3 separate regions of the Sus scrofa genome follow, and regions 1 and 3 are each linked to region 2. Evidence: chromatin contacts called from public HiChIP or PLAC-seq and promoter capture Hi-C data. All regions are on one chromosome and are shown on one strand. Each heading gives the region's core, a stretch centred on a gene start, on an enhancer-like site or on the middle of the called end of the contact. The rest is flanking DNA. Distances are from core to core; before and after follow the strand shown. Region 1 holds the start of EID1 (EP300-interacting inhibitor of differentiation 1). Region 2 holds the start of COPS2 (COP9 signalosome subunit 2). Region 3 holds the start of CEP152 (centrosomal protein of 152 kDa).

Region 1 (3,452 bases), core at 794-3,293, 270 kb before region 2:
ACTTTTGTGGTCTTTTAGTCTATGATAAATGTGGCACCAAAGAGCAGAAAAAAGGACAAATGGTTAAATTAGTGCAGTTAGCTGAATTAGCTACATACATGGAAAACATATATAAATAAAGCCTATCCTCATATTATTTATATAAATAAATGTTTGATCCATAAAGGATTTATACAAAGGTCTTTTGTTAGAAGACAGATAAAAGATTATGCTTATGACCTTTGAGATAGGTAAATAGAAAGAAATAAGACATACAGGAAAGAAATCCTTAAATTTGATTACATGAAAATTCACTTTTAAACTTTTATGTAAGAAAAGAGCCCTGAGAATATAAACTGGTACAACCACTATGGAATACAGCATGGAGGTTCCTCAAAAAACTAAAATTAAAACTAATATATGACCCAGTAATCCCACTCCTGGGCAACATGCTTCCCAATGTTCATAGCGGAACTATTCACAATAGCCAAGACATGAAAGCAACCTAGATGTCTACTGCCAGATGAATGAATAAAGATACAATAGAATATTACTCAGATATAAAAAAGAATGAAATAATGCCATTTGCAGCAACGTGGATGATACTAGAGATTATCATACAGAGGTAAGTTAGACAGAGAAAGACAAACATATGATATCACTTATATATATGAACTCTAAAAAAATGATAAAAAATGAGCTTATTTACAAAACAGAAACAAACTCACAGACTTCGAAAACAGTTATAGTTACCAAAGGGGAAAGATGGGGGGAGGGATGGATTGGTGGTTTGGGATTGGCATATGGACACAATTGTATATGAAATGGATGGTCACTGGAGACCTGCTGTATAGCACAGGGAACTCTACTCAATATTCTGTGATAACCTATATGGGAAAAGAATCTGAAAAAGAAAGGATATGTTTATATGTACAATTGAACCACTGTGCTATACAGCAGAAATTAACACAACATTATATATCAACTATGCTTCAATAAAACATTTTTTAAAAGACCCTTGAAACAAGAAACAAGAGGCAGGGAGAAAATGTTTGCAACATGTGAAACAAAGTATTCATACACTCAGTTTATAAGAAATTCCTACATCAATAAGAAAAATAAACAAACCTAAAATAAGACCATTTAATTTTCAGAAGTAATACATAGGTTCACTAAACATATTGAAAGATAATTTCCAAGTAATAAGACTATGAAAAATAAAATAATACACCTTTAAGTGATAAAATTGTTAACAATCAACAAAATAATGTGTGGCAAGGGTGTGGATATTCTCAAATATGGCTGGCTAGAGCCTAAATTTGCACAGCAACTTTGAAGAGCAATTTGACATTTATTAAAACTAAAGGATGAATACCCTACAATTTCACCTTTGCACTTCTAGGTTTTCATTTGAGAGAAATATTGTCATTTGGGGATGTTCATTTACCCATAGTTTTTTCTTTTTTTTTTTTTACCCATAATTTTAAATATCAAAAATTATAAAATTATTTGTGCATTGTTAGGTCATTTGCAACATTGCTATACAAGTAGCATACTAGGAAAAACACATGTCTGTGGACACTAACACTGCTAAATCTTCAAGACATTGCTGAGGGCTTTTTCGTTTCCTTGTTTTGAAAGTTGAAGACAATTATGTTAAGATATGTAAAAAGAAAAAAAAAAAAAAAAGACTTTTCCAGAAGACAATAGAGAGATCCACGTAAATGCAAAGAAAGGGGGGGAGGGAATTTAAAGAATATACACCGAATTGCTAACAGTGTAAGGTTATGTCTCCTGCAAAAAGAAACAGGAGCAAGTATTTCTTCTATTTATTTTTTCTTTGTAGAACACCTTTAATATGCTTATTTGTTCATTTAACTTTTTTTTAATATTAGAGATGGATGGATCAATTCTTAATATATTGCTCTGTGGTTCAGAACATCTTTTGCTTTGGAGGTGCAGATTTAGCAGTCATTTGCGCCTAGAAAAAAGTAGTTAAAACCTAGGAGAAGATGTGATTGCCTGGGGATGGGGGAAGGAGGAGGAGCGAAAAGCGGAGGGAGGAAGGAGGAAGGCGATGGAGGAGGAGGGTTAAGGGGTGTTACAGAAGATGTGTAAAGTGTTTTCAAGATTACAGCATCAGAAGCAGAATGACTAAGTAAGGCAGGGGCTAAGCAATGCTCTCGTTTGTAAGTGTATTTAGTCTGAAAGGACCAAGGTCCCGTAAGTCCCCAGGAGCGAACAGCTAGCGGTTGCCGACTGAGCAGCGCGCCAAGCAGGAGGCGATTTCTGGGGGTCGCGCACACGCTCAAGGTCACGCAAGCCCACGGCGTGTGCGCAAGCGCACAACCGCGCGGCCGCGTAGCCCAGATCTTGCAGAAAACGCTTGGCGAGAGGTCTAGCCGATTGCACAATGTCGGAAATGCACGAGCTGTCCGAGCTTTATGAGGAGAGCAATGACCTGCAGATGGATGTGATGCCCGGCGAGAGCGACCTTCCGCAAATGGAGGTAGGCAGCGGGAGCCGGGGGCCGTCCCCGAACCCCTCCCGCTCCGGGGCCCCGCCACAGCTGGAGGAGGAAGGCCCAATGGAGGAGGAGGTGGCCCAGCCAATGGCGGAGCCGCAGGGGCAGCGAGGCCTCGCTAACCGGCCCAACCCTGGGGAGCGCCCGGGCCAGATCGCGGGCCCTGATTTCGAGAGCGAGGACGAGGGCGAGGAATTTGATGACTGGGAGGACGACTACGACTATCCGGAAGAGGAGCAGCTGAGTGGTGCGGGCTACAGAGTCTCAGCGGCCCTGGAAGAAGCCAACAAGATGTTTCTGAGGACCTCCAGAGCGAGAGAAGCAGCTCTGGGGGGCGGATTTCAGATGCATTATGAGAAGACCCCGTTCGATCAGTTGGCTTTTATCGAGGAGCTTTTTTCACTTATGGTTGTCAATCGTCTGACCGAAGAACTCGGCTGTGATGAGATTATTGATAGAGAGTAGTATGCTGTGAAGAGAGGAGGAAACTACTTGAGGAGAGACCCAACAACATTCCAGTCTCTTGGGTTCATTCCGAATAGTTCCGTGCCAATGAAACACTTGATCCAAAAGAAAAAATGGGGGGGGGGGCAGTGTAGACTAGGAAAGTGACTTCACAGTTATGGGAAAGGAAGAAAATTGTTAAAGGAAAAGGATCTCAGTACTGTTGAAACCTGTTTTCAAGAATGTCGTGAAACACTTGTGGCTTTGACTCTGTTACTGATCTAGATTAATTTCCTTGCATTTGGGAAAGTATCTTTCACATTTCCGGATGGCTTTGCAAGAAAAACCAAGACACATGGCCGGTACAAGAGCCCACTGATGTTAATCATATGAGAAAAAGTAACTAATTTATCCAACTTTGGACACCACATGTCTGAGTTATTTGGACTGAAAGCATACTGAAGATGTCATTTTGTGATTCATCTAAGCCAAGCTGTAGTTATTA
Region 2 (3,429 bases), core at 424-2,923:
TGTCCTCAGGCATGCTAGTCAGATTCATTTCCACTGAGCCATGAGAGGAACTCCCGGAGAGGTTCTTACTGCCATTCCTTCATTACAGTCTCACCGATGATCTTCAAGTTAATCAAAGTATTAATAAATCATGTATTCAAAAAACTATTGCTTAGAAAAGAGATAAGCACAAACATTCAAAAACAAACTAAAACCACAGACATAATTAAAAACACTTTCATAGTTAAAAAAATGTCTGTAATATAAACATGTAATAAATAAAAATGCTGAAGTTACAAGCAACATTCTTAATGGACTTCAGGCACTGCCTAAAACTGGCCTGTTTGCACAAACTAAAATCTAAGGCAGAAATCATAACTACCAGCATAACTCTACGTTTAACTTTAAGAATTACCAAAACCTCTACTACAAATTTTAGGTAATAGCAAGCATCTCCTTCCTCTCCCCCTTCCAAATGTGTTTTCTTCTTAAAGGGAAAGTATTGCAAATGCCTATAAAAAGATTTACACTACTTCAAAACGATATATTAACATCTTGAGACTCTGGCCTTATGGGCCAGACTTCCCTAAGTATCTATTTCATAATTTTTTGATAATGCAGGCATCACCATAATATACAAGAATCATGCAGAAAAACGTCCCCCAAATAAAAAGCAAAGCCAAGGTGATGCTAATTCTTGGTCGAGATCATTTTTCTTAGTTCCCACACAGATAATATTTTTGATTATCAACTTGAAATACCCCATAGTGAATTAAAAAAAATCACCCCGTAAATCCGTTCATAAATTAAACCTTGAATCTTTAAAAACAACCATTCAGCAACATAAATTCGTTTATTTCTCCACTGTTGATACTTTTAACTTTGAATATTGGGAAATTTCTAAATAAAGAAAAAAGCCATTGGGTCAACCCCCTTATACCCCTTCCCCTCCCTGCCCCCAAAAGCCTCAAACAAAAAGCAAAACCTCCTGCCCAACTGTTTTCTTAAAACAAAACAAGTAGCTAAACTATTATTTTTAAGCTAGCCTTGCTCTCAATTCTCCACTGCACCTTCACCTTAAACCAAAACGCACCCTGGACAAGACTAACCTAAGCTCTGTTTACAGGAGGCTCAGAGTGGTGTTTGGCTGTCAGGCCTGGGAGTAGTAAGGCCCCTAGTTTTCGGACCCTTCCCCTAGCATTTCGCATTCGCTCACTTCAAGTGTGAATTAGAGGGGCCGAGAATGCTGAGCCCAAAAGGGCAGAGCCGGGGCCTAAACCGCTGCATGGTCCCCAAGGCGGCTTGCGCGGGAGGCAGGAAGGAGGAGACACCGATAACCGGACGCCGGAGGTCAGGAGTGCCCATGTAAACCGAGTTGGCGCTCGGACTTGGGAACACAACGCTCGGGACCCTCTTCACTGCCTCCTTTACCTTCCCCTCCCCCATGCGGGAGAAGCAGGGCCCCGGCCCGGTGCGCGAAGTGGGAGGAGGTAAACTCGTCCTGTCACTGCTCCGGGAGAGGCTGGAAGGAGCACATGTTCTACGGGGAGAAGCGGCGGTCGCCCCTGCCTCGGCCTCTAAAGCAAGAAACCACTTCCAACCCCAGAGTTCTGTCCCCTGCGCCTCACCAAGTCGTAGTCCTCCTCATCATCGCACATGAAATCATCCTCCATGTCAGACATCTTGGCTGGGAGGGGGGAGGGGGAGGGGAAATTGGCGACAACCTCCTCCCACAATCCTCCGCGGTTCAGTGGCGTCACTCCCAGCCTCTCCTTTCCTTCCCGTCGCTCTTAGAGGAGCTGAATGTTTCCTCCCGGAACAAATTAGCTCCGTTTAGAGAGGATTCGCTACGACGCCAAAAGCTAGTGCACCGTCCCCCTCTTCCTGCGAGACGGTTGGTGCCTTAGCAAGTAAACCTAGCAACTAGGGAATCGAAGAGTACTGGAGGACTTAGGAAGCCTTCTGCTCACAAGGAGCGGTTTTCAGCCTCCTGGGCAAGGGAACAGTCTCCTTCCTTGCCTGGGACTCTGGAACCATTTCTTTTTGGTGAAAGTAAGAGGCAGCTTGGGATCAAAAACCTTTCACGGAGAAAAATCCCGACATGCCCATCCCATGTGACAGGTAGTATTTTTTTTTTTTTGCCATGTTTGTCGTCGTGCATTTAACTCACACATTTTGGTCCTGGGATGTTGGGAGACCTTTCAGCAACATGGTTTACACGTAATGTTTGTTATATCTGTAGTCGACAAAACGGTTCTGTGGCTATCTCAAATTAGTTAAGCATTAATCAGTTGAGGTACCTTAGGTCTTATTCAGTTGTTCAGCAAATTATGAACTGACCTTTACTGCCTGTGGGACCGAATTAAGGTAAAAGCTAAGGACTTTTTAAAAAAATGCATTATTGTTACACACCATCGTTAGTAGAATTCGAAATAAAGAAATGAAATAAGGGAAAAAACTGCTTTTCAAATAACGCTTTACTTACAAACTTCCAGTTCTGTTCACTTGAATCCATAAATTTTATATAGCACAGATAAAATTTCGGATTCTTTTTGCACCTAGTTATGTAACCGCATAGCAAAATGTATGCAATATATTGTTGACAATGATTATTTTATTTTTTTCCCTCCTTCCCTCCCTCCCTTCTTTTTTCTTTTTTTAATTTTATGGCCGCACCCTCAGCATATGGAAGTGCCTGGGCTAGGGATTGAATCTCAGCCTCAGCTGAGACCAACTCCACAGCTGCAGTAAAGCTGGATCCTTTTAACTCACCGTGCCAGGTTGGGGACCCAAATCACACCTCTGCAACAATCAGAGCCACTTAAGTGAGATTCTTAACTCACTGCCTACAGCAGGAACTCCAACGATGACTTTTTAAATTGTGGAATAATAGTCCCTTCATTGAATGTACCAATGCACCATAACTTACTTAAACATGCTATTATTGCTACACATTTTGAATATTGTAACAATAACACTGTTTTAAATTCTGGAGTTATTATTTTTGTCATTGTTCTTTCTTAAGAAAAAGTCCAAGAAGAGGAATTGCAGGATGGACTTTTTAGTAATCATTTAATTTACCATGTTTGGGGTCATAGTTCTTCAGAGTACTTATAACAATAATGCTGTCTACTTATACACAAAGTTTTTCCTTAGTAGTCTTCTCCTCGCAACATTTTATAATAAGAAAGTTCAAACTTACAGAAAAATTTAAAGAAATAGTCCAGTGAACATGTGTGTACCCACTGTCAGCTTTATTTGTATGTGTTAAATATTCTCAGAATCAGTTGAAAAATGCACACATCACTCTTAAATGCAGCTATGTGTATTTCCTAAAAATAAGGACATTCTCTTATCACAATATAATTATTACAGTAGGAGATTTAATAATTCCCTGCTATCATCAGATACCCAGTCAATGTTCAGAACCCCCTTATTAAACATAGACTT
Region 3 (3,382 bases), core at 802-3,301, 330 kb before region 2:
TAAATTGTTACAATGATACCTTGAAATAAATTCTATAATACAGAAAAGTACACAGCACAAATAATCTATGCCTAAAAAGAAAAGAAGTTTCACAGAAGGAAAGATTTTAGAAATAGATCTTCAAGGACACAATACAACAGAAAGTGGTTAAGAATGAGGGCACTCATTGAGACAGCCTGGGCTCAATTCTGGCTCTCCTGTTTATCAGCTGTGCTAAACTGCACAAACTGTTTCCATTTCTTCATTAATTAAGTGGGGGGCAGAAACAGTACCTACCTCAAAGATTGGTCATGAGGATTCACAAGATTAATGTATATAAGTGTTTCACACTGTACCAATCAATACATTTTTGTTTTGTTATTATTATGACCTCCTTACTGATGAATAGAGGTCTGCCAGCTATAAAAACGGTTCAAGGAACGAGTAACATTCAGTACACCTGGAAAAAGATGACTGTGCAGCCTCTGGGAAATCTTCCTTCAAATAATGCAACATCTTCTGGGATGAAAATACCACTGCCTTCAACAAGCCCTCCCAATCCTGTTCCCTCGTGAAATTAATCACTCTTTGGCACTTTCAGGCTTTTTTTTTTTTTTTTCCTTTTCTTCTTTTTTAGGGCCGCACCCCGCTGCGTATGGAGGTCCCCAGAATAGGGGACCAAATGGAGCTGTAGCCGCGGGCCTACAGCACAGCAACGCTGGATTCCAGCCGCGTCTGAGACCTACACCACAGCTCACAGCAACACTGGATTCTTAACCTACTGAGCCAGGGATTGAACCCGCGTCCTCATGGATACTAGTCGGGTTTTGTTAACCACTGAGCCACGACAGGAACTCCAGGCTGTATTTCTTACACTTTTCTTATGGCTCCAATTTCAACTTCTCATTTAGTTGAGTATATTCACGTCTAAGCAGTGGATACAAATTGTTACACATTGTGAAGTAGATGGCAAAATTCAGCTTAAATAGACTCAAATTCGCGACCATAAAATAGAAAAGGTTAAGTGCCACAAAGGGGGCCTTGAGAGTTAGGAAATTCTACTTACTTGATTACATACTAGCTTCCTTTCTAGAATGAAAACAGCCAGAGCACACTAGCCTGATGTTTCAGACTTGGAATAGCAGGCTTAGGAGGCATCTATTTATTCATTCCACAATTATTTGCCAAGCACTGTTCAAGATCACAAAGTTCAACAGGGCTTGGCGGAGGGAAAGAAAACAGATGTATATAAAAATGATGACAATAATCTGATCAGTGCTAATGAGAGCATTTCGGACAAATATACTCAGGGTGCCCAGAGGATGCAGCGGGTAGGCACCCACAAGCTGAACGAAGAATAAACCAATGACCTTACCAAAGAACTCCTTTTGGCGTCAACCACGGTAAAAACAGATACCGAGAAAACGAAACTGCAAGACCCCAGGGTGCATCCTGGGGCTGCTGACTTGGGCTGCCGGCGTCACAGGCACTCGGTCAACACACGTGTACAGAGCACCCACTGTGAGCCAGGCACAGCGCCAGACGAACCACGGCGGGGGTCCCCAGGGTAGAGTCTCAGGGCTACTCTAGCGGCGTAGAGGAGGCAAGGAGGGCTTCTAAGACGTCACTTCTAAGTAGGATCTTGGGGTCTGGATGACACTTCAGAGACTGAGTCCCGCCACCCCGAGCAGTACACCACTGCAGTATTTGGGGAGGGGGCGGGTTAATCCACCCAGAAGCCCCAGCCAGAATCCCAAGGACTCCGCACCTCCTCCTACCCCTGCCGCAAGCCCATCCCCGAAGCGAAACTCACCGGAGGCCACAGATGCTGTCAACGTAGAGTCACCTTAGCTCTGGTGGAAGACCAGCCTCTAGCAAACCCCTCGCCCTGGCTCTAATCCGCTAGCTTCTTCCTAGTCACAACCGAACACTGGAGGCCTGAAGCCATTGAAGAGCAGCCTCCCCCTTCAATCGCCGGGTAGTAGCTGGCCTAGTAGGGGGGGCCATGGCGGCTGGGGGCAGGGCGAGGGGGCGGAAGTCTCCTCCTTTCTCAAGCTAGGTTGAGAAGTCCGCCTGCAGTTGCAAATACTATACGGCTGTTTAAAAGCGGGCGCCAGAGGTGGCGGGAAGTTCCTCCTGTGCGTCCATTGGTGGACTTGTGAGCCAATTACAAAAGGGTTCACTGCAGAGGGGGCGGGTTTATCGGTTGCATAGAGACGCCCTAGCACCTGGCCTCCTGCCTGTGAACTGGTCTTACCCAACCCCACCTGGTGCAATGCTCCTGCCCTCCGCGCTCCCCACTCCTAAATATCAGTTCTCAAGAGCGGTACACAGAATCCTTCGCTTCCCCCACCGAATCCACCTTGGAGGTTTTTGTATCTATCCTTCAGATTCTCTAAATTGCCTTAACAGCCTTAGAGGTTGTTTCACTTTGTCTTCTTGCTTACTAGATCCCACCTTGTTTGAATTTGTGTTTCTTTAATTACTGATGGGATGACACGTGTTTATTGACTACTTGAATTTCCTAGAGTGTGAATGTTCCTGTCACTCAGGTATATGTTAACCTGACCTTTAAGACAATGCTCTCCAGTCCGGAATAAATCCCATTACGGTATCTACCTTCCTGGGATAAAAGGGTCTCAGAAGAGCTCCTGCTGTAGTGCAATGGGATCGGCAGCATCTTGGGAACTCTGGGAGGCAGGTTCCATCCTTAGCCCGGCACAGTGGGTTAAAGGAACTGGCATTGCCGCAGCTGCAGCTTAGTAATTCGTGGCTCGGCTCGAAATTGATCCCTATCGCCGTGGGCGGCTGGGGGGTGGGAAGCGGGAGGTGGGGGAGGCGAGCGGGAGATGGGGACGCGGGCGGGGGGTTTTCCCAGAGACGCTCATGGAGTTGGTAGCAGTAAGTTCACACTAGTTTTAATTCTTTCCCATATACACTAGTATAGAGTAAAATAGTTGTTAAAAGTTGTCCATAGTCTGGCTCGTTTTCCTTTGCTACCTCACCATTCCACTTTTGGATACCAACACGAACCACTGCAACCCCATCAACTAAGCATAAGGGCCTGGCACATAAAATGCACTCAGTCCATAGCACTAGATGAATGAAACCTCTGGCCTGGCTCCCTGAGGTTCTCAGAATGCTTTTGGTTTGCTCAAACTCTATCTTTCACCTACAGTGCCCCTACTTAACTTCCCCAGCTACTCAGTCTCCAAGATAGATGAGCACATCCCCTGAAGTCTTTGATGACACATACCTCCCAACCTTGGTAGAAATGATCCTTCTCCCCTCTGGATATGGTGTATTCATCTCATTATAATCCTCATTATCTACTATAATTAGTTGCTGTGTAATCTTTCACTCAGTCCAGCGTCAATATCTTGAGACACTTACTTTGCTTCTT

What was found. Promoter capture Hi-C pulls out the DNA fragments that hold promoters and counts their contacts. HiChIP or PLAC-seq counts read pairs in DNA pulled down with a chosen protein or histone mark.
Region 1: a promoter capture Hi-C map of liver shows a contact between it and region 2, with 5 times the contacts expected there. The contact joins the promoter of EID1 here to the promoter of COPS2 in region 2. A contact is called at or near these places in 1 of 5 promoter capture datasets (liver), 3 of 47 Hi-C or Micro-C datasets (embryonic fibroblasts, fetal heart ventricle and heart right ventricle) and 1 of 2 datasets of contacts at active chromatin or transcription factors (skeletal muscle).
Region 3: an H3K27ac HiChIP or PLAC-seq map of skeletal muscle shows a contact between it and region 2. The contact joins the promoter of CEP152 here to the promoter of COPS2 in region 2. A contact is called at or near these places in 1 of 5 promoter capture datasets (fetal liver) and 1 of 2 datasets of contacts at active chromatin or transcription factors (skeletal muscle).

What each region holds. Positions count from the first base shown.
Region 1 is chr1:122,811,072-122,814,523 of Sscrofa11.1, reverse strand. EID1 (EP300-interacting inhibitor of differentiation 1) reads left to right here and starts at 2,043. Exons shown (of 1, transcript XM_001928761.4): 1 at 2,043-3,452. The coding sequence starts at 2,393. The coding sequence ends at 2,968. All of the region lies in intron 4 of SHC4 (SHC-transforming protein 4), which reads right to left.
Region 2 is chr1:122,540,659-122,544,087 of Sscrofa11.1, reverse strand. It overlaps COPS2 (COP9 signalosome subunit 2), which reads right to left and starts at 1,673. Exons shown (of 13, transcript NM_001105301.1): 1 at 1,608-1,673. The coding sequence starts at 1,661. GALK2 (N-acetylgalactosamine kinase) reads left to right here and starts at 1,801. Exons shown (of 11, transcript XM_003121519.6): 1 at 1,801-2,100.
Region 3 is chr1:122,874,815-122,878,196 of Sscrofa11.1, reverse strand. It overlaps CEP152 (centrosomal protein of 152 kDa), which reads right to left and starts at 2,051. Exons shown (of 27, transcript XM_005659632.3): 1 at 1,793-2,051.